Regions from separate parts of the Cricetulus griseus genome. Here region 2 is linked to region 1. A link is a contact called in public Hi-C data. All regions are on one chromosome and are shown on one strand. Each heading gives the region's core, a stretch centred on a gene start, on an enhancer-like site or on the middle of the called end of the contact. The rest is flanking DNA. Distances are from core to core; before and after follow the strand shown. Region 1 has its middle 29 kb from the start of Copz2. Region 2 overlaps Sp2 (transcription factor Sp2).

The links. A called contact is a pair of places that touch in the nucleus more often than the background predicts.
Region 2: a contact with region 1 is called in a Hi-C map of the CHK-Q cell line, with 4 times the contacts expected there. The contact joins two enhancer-like sites. A contact is called at or near these places in 3 of 8 Hi-C or Micro-C datasets (the CHK-Q cell line and the CHO-K1 cell line).

What each region holds. Positions count from the first base shown.
Region 1 is chr7:110,030,872-110,033,458 of CriGri-PICRH-1.0, reverse strand. No RefSeq gene overlaps it. Among named protein-coding and RNA genes, the nearest start is that of Copz2, 29 kb to the right of the region's middle. Within about 2 kb of position 1,293, at least 1 of the 6 cell types and tissues checked has open chromatin away from gene starts, as enhancers often do.
Region 2 is chr7:110,120,900-110,123,486 of CriGri-PICRH-1.0, reverse strand. All of the region lies in intron 1 of Sp2 (transcription factor Sp2), which reads left to right. The region is part of intron 5 of LOC103160422 (a long non-coding RNA gene); the gene reads right to left. Among named protein-coding and RNA genes, the nearest start is that of Sp2, 7.9 kb to the left of the region's middle. Within about 2 kb of position 1,291, at least 3 of the 6 cell types and tissues checked have open chromatin away from gene starts, as enhancers often do.

The DNA of each region.
Region 1 (2,587 bases), core at 44-2,543:
CTGCAGGATGGTTAAAGAGCACAGTGGCTCCTGAGAGAACTGTTTGGAAAGAATCATTTCACACAGCATTTATAGCCAGCTGTGGTGATGACTCACACCTGTAATCCCAATGAGCCTGTAGTGCCAGCTGCTGGGAGACAGAGGAGGACCATCACAAGTTTGAGGCTAGCCTGGTCTGCAGTGTGAGACTTTATCTCAAGAAAAAAAAAAGAGAGAGAGAGAGAAGCTGGGTGTAGTGGTGAATGCCTTAATTGCAGTGTTCAGGAGGAGGCAGAGGCAGGTGGATCTCTGTAAGTTCAAGGCCAGCCTGGTCTACATAGAGAGCTCCAGGACAGCCAAGGCTACACAGTGAGACCCTGTCTCAAAAAGGAGGAGGAGGAGGAGGAGGGAGAGGAAGAGAGAGTATGGAATAGAGGGGAAGGAAGAGAGGGAAAGGCATGAGAGAGAAAAGGAAACACCGTGAGTCTGGTTTGTGTTTTTCTGTTTGACAAAGTCTTGCCCCATTTCTCAGGCTGGCCTGAATTTCTCAGGCACTCCTACCCAACCTCAGCCTCCTACAGGCACCACTGTGCCCAGCTATAATTTCATTTCAACATTCTGCCATTGTTAAAAGCAACCTGGAAACCTCATTTTTGAAAGATGTTAGCAATAAATCATCCCACTTCCCAAAGATGCAGATCTAGAGCCTCTGAGGGAGCCAACCAAATGTGCCACAACGGAAGATAGTTCTCCCAGAACCTGACCACATGTTTTCAGCCATGGAAGCATTTGGAACAAGTGCAGCCTCCTGGGGAGGTTCTTTGGAAGGAATATCCTCCAAGAGAGAAATGGCTCCTAGGGTATTTGCTTATAAATTTGCCTCATTACTTGATAGTCAAACTGCACACCATCTTAGAGTTCCAGGTCCCGGCGGACAGGACCTATGTGATGGCCACATTCTTCTTGGCTCATTTGTTAAAGTGTTAGGCCAGTGGAGCTCAGCCTTAAACCCCTCAAAAGGGCTATTTATATTCGCCCGGAGACGAACCCTTAACCTCTAAGATCAGTCATGGGGAGGCAGGTGGACAAAGGAAGATATACAAGGTGATCAATTCCCAACATCTCAAAACACGCATCAGACTGATGGAAGACAGGTACCATTGACTTCCTATCATAATGGACTGCAGGAAATATGAAGCCATGATAAGCTCATGCAGTGATCAGCTGAACTAAGGCAGCCTGGGCTCCAGCCAGAGCAGAGGAAGGTTGACTGAACACTGTTTCTTTGGCTTTCTTTCCCATCACTCAAGTCCAAAGTCTTAGGGCTCAGTGCCTTTTCCCTCTCTCCCTAACGTCCCTTCTGTCACCGTACTTTGCCCTGTTTTTGTAGTCAGTCTTGATTTTCTCATGTCTTCCTTTGCTCATTCCTGATCTCCATTCTCTCCCTCATAAGTGTATTATTCTATATACCACCGTAATACAGCTAGATTAATCTTCCCCTGGAAAAAAGAGGGAAAAGGAAAATGAGCTGTGCATAGTGGTGCCCACCTTTAATCCCAGCACTAGAGATGCAGAAGCAGGTAAATGTCTGTAATTTTGAGGCCAGCCTGGGAGTGGAGGGTTCTAGGACAGCCAGGGCTACAGAGAGAGACCCTGTCTTAAAAGGAAAAAGAAAAAGAAAGGAAAGGAAAGGTATAAAAAAAAAAAAAAACAGCCAGGTGGTGGTGGTGTATGCATTTAATCCTAGCACTCAGGAGGCTGAGGCAGGCGGATCTCTGTGAGTTCAAGGCCAGAGTAGTCTACAGAGCAAGTTCCAGGACAGCCAGGGTTATTACACTGAGAAACCCCATCTTGAAAAACTAAAAAGAAGAAATAATAGAAGATTTGTGACTATTTATTCATGGATAGGGCACAAAAGCCATGGACTTGTGTGTAGGTTAGAGCACAACTTGAGGCAGTTTTCTCAACCTACCATATGGGATCTCGAGATGAAACTCAGGGTTTTGTTTGTTTGTTTGAGACAAGGTTTCTCTATGTAGTCCTGGCTGTCCTGGAACTCTGTGTGTAGACCAGGCTGGCCTCAGACTCAGAGATCCACCTGCCTCTACCTCCCTAGTGCTGGGATTAAAGTCAGACACCACTACTTCCTGCTTTCAAACTAAGATCTTAAGACTTAGTGGCAAGCACCTTTACCCACTGAGCCATCTCATGGGCCCAATTTGTAGTTTTATAAGTACTTCCTCTTTTTTTGTTCTTTTTTTACAGTGGAACTTGGAGATTGCTATGGCAGCATACACATATAACCCCAGTACTTTGAAAATAGAGACAAATAGAATCAGGAGTTCAAGGTTATCCTCACTACATAGAAAATTTTATGTCAGCCTAGGGTACATGAAACCGTATGGAAGTGAATGAGGGGGCGAAGAAAGGAAGGGACTAAAAACCCTTCAGAGGTCATAATTGGGTGTGGCCATACATCTCTGGCATCCAAGAATTCCTGAGGCTGAAACAGGAGGATCTCAGGGTGCTTGCTATTGGTTTCATATGGAATGAATGATTCACACACCCTTCGACCACCCAAGGAACAAAAAGCTATCACAATGCCCAT
Region 2 (2,587 bases), core at 42-2,541, 90 kb before region 1:
GGGGCAATACAACCTGGTTGAGCCAAGTTTAAGAATGACTATTGGAAGTAATTAGGAACAGCAAGTACAGACCCTCCTTGGCTTAGTATGAGGCTGTTTGTTGGGTAAATTGGAAGTCAAACATGCACTTTAATATACCCAGCCTTCCAAATATAGTGAGGGGTGTAGTTCCATTGGAAGAATGCTTGCCTAGCATGAATGAAGCCCTGGGTTTGAAAACCAGGCGTGCAGCCGGGCAGTGGTGGCACAGGCTTTTATCCCAACACTTGGGAGGCAGAGGCAGGTGGATCTCTGAGTTTGAGGCCAGCCTGGTCTACAGAGCAAGTTTCAGGATAGCTAAGGCTACACACAGACATCCTGTCTTGAAAACAACAAAAAAGAAGGAAATAAAAGAAAACTAGGTGTAGAGATACACATCTGTATTCACAGCACTCCAGAAGGGTCAGGGGTTCAAGGTCATCCTTGGCTCCTTAGTGTATATGAGGCCATCCTGAACTACATCAGTATAACCTCTCTCAAAAAACAAAGACCTCTTAGTTTGGTGAGAGCTGAACAAAATTGTTTACCACAAAGCATTTTTATAAAATGTTGGCTATTATGTAACTTATTGAATACTGTACTAAAAGTAGGAAACATAATCATGAGTATGTTTTCATGTACTATATAAGGTTGAGAAGTTAAGTTGAAGGCCTGCAGGTTAGTTAGCTCAGTGCTTGGAGGTGTTAGCCCAGTGCCTGTCTTGTCAAGGTTAGTCTGACAACCCGAGTTCAATCCCCAGGACCCACATGATGGAGAGAGAGAACCACCTCCCACAAGATGTCCTCTGACCTCCACATGTTAGCCATGGCATGTGTATAGCAATATGCCAGTGTATACACATGTATATACAAATAATATATGATTAAAATGTGAAAAAAAAGTGTTAAGTTGAACCATAGAATTAAGGAACTGTCTGCACAAGGTGACTGAGGGGTTTTGTCTGAGAGGAGAGGTTAGGAATCACAGCTCAGAAAGGAAGTGTAACTTCTTGATAAAGTTGTGTGTACATCTCAGGGTCATGGCTCAGCTGGAGTCACAGTGAGGATGGAGAAGACCTCTGTTCTCTCCATTTGGCCTGTGGCATTAGCAGCCTCTTCCCAGAGTTGTTCTGCAACGAAAGGCGTGAACGTCATCTTCCTGTGTTGTGGTTGCTGGGTGTTCAGTTGTCCGGGCAGTCTGGAGTCTGTCACAGCCCAGCTTGCTCCCTCCACCCTTCATCCAGGCTGATTTGCCAGTTTCCCTGGAGGTCGTTTTGTTCTTTAAAACCAGCCATGGCTTGCTTTTTCCTCACCCGCTCTGAATTCTTCTAGGCTAGGCAACTGGGAAAGCCTGTCCTTAGAAACTGCCTTACTGGCTTCTGGCCCAGTCAGACTGACCAAAATAGCCACCAGAAGGACTGTTTGCACACAGTGAAATTCCTGCTGGGGAAATGCCATAGTGGAGGGCCAAGTAAGCCATAGCTGTGAAGGTTTAAAACCAAACCAAACCAATAGCCTAGGGTCTGGGTGTGGACTTTGAGCCCTCTTCTAGCCTGGGACAGCCTGATTGATAACCAGGGTTCTAGGGTCCTTCCTGTTAGATCATGTTTTCCCAAGCCAGTCAGCCAGAGAAAGACAGACACCCCCCTGTCCCCGGGATAGAGCCACGTTCCCTACCCTGTGGTGAGGCCTGCGTTGCCAAGGGTGCTCCAGGGAGTGTACACTGGCACCCAGCAAGGTCATCTGCTTCTAGAGAGTAAGTGAGAAACAGCCCCTAGAGATTATAAATGGCCAAAGGGAGAGCTCGGGCTTCAGGCTCCCAGGAAGAGAAAGAATGGGAGAGAGGGGGGAAGGACAGGGAGGAGGCCTGTTGCTTGGTTCCTCTAAACTTTATCAAAAGAGCTTTTGGAAACTATGGGAGGCTGTTGCCCCAGGAGTGGATGGATAGGATTCTGGGTTTACAAAGGTAGTCTTCCATATGTGTCCTGGCTGGATAAAGGGAGGGGGCCAGAGGCTGGAAGCTGCCCTGGAGGCTGTGGGTAGGAGTTCGGGCTGAGTGAGGGTGATTTAAGCAAAGGCCATGGGACTGGAGAGTAGAAAGGAGACTTCTATGGGTGAAAGGAGTCATGAGGACCTAGTTATCCACCAGGAGGGCGATGCTCAGGGTTCTGCTGTGATCGGAACTACCAGGAAGAAGCTACATTCCAGAGATTCCTGTATTCTTACCCTCTCCCCTGCAGCTGTCCCTGTACTGGGAACCAGGTCTGGAGTCTAAAGAGCAGGTCCTTGTTGCCATACCTTCCGCCCACAGTCACTGAAGTGGGTGCTAATGCTAGCAAAGGACCTGACTTCATCTCAGGCCAGAAAGGACCCCAAGGACATGATATACCAGTCACAAAATGGCTGTCAACAATTTTTGCTAGGGAGGAAAATGAAAAAAAGCTGGCCTAAAGGAATAAGCATTTGCTTGAATCAACAGCAAAGCCCTAAGCAAGGGAAGGGCAGCAGAGATAAGCTCCTCCGTCTAAAGGCAGGCCTGTGAAGGAAGGCTGGGAGGAGAAAGAAGGAAC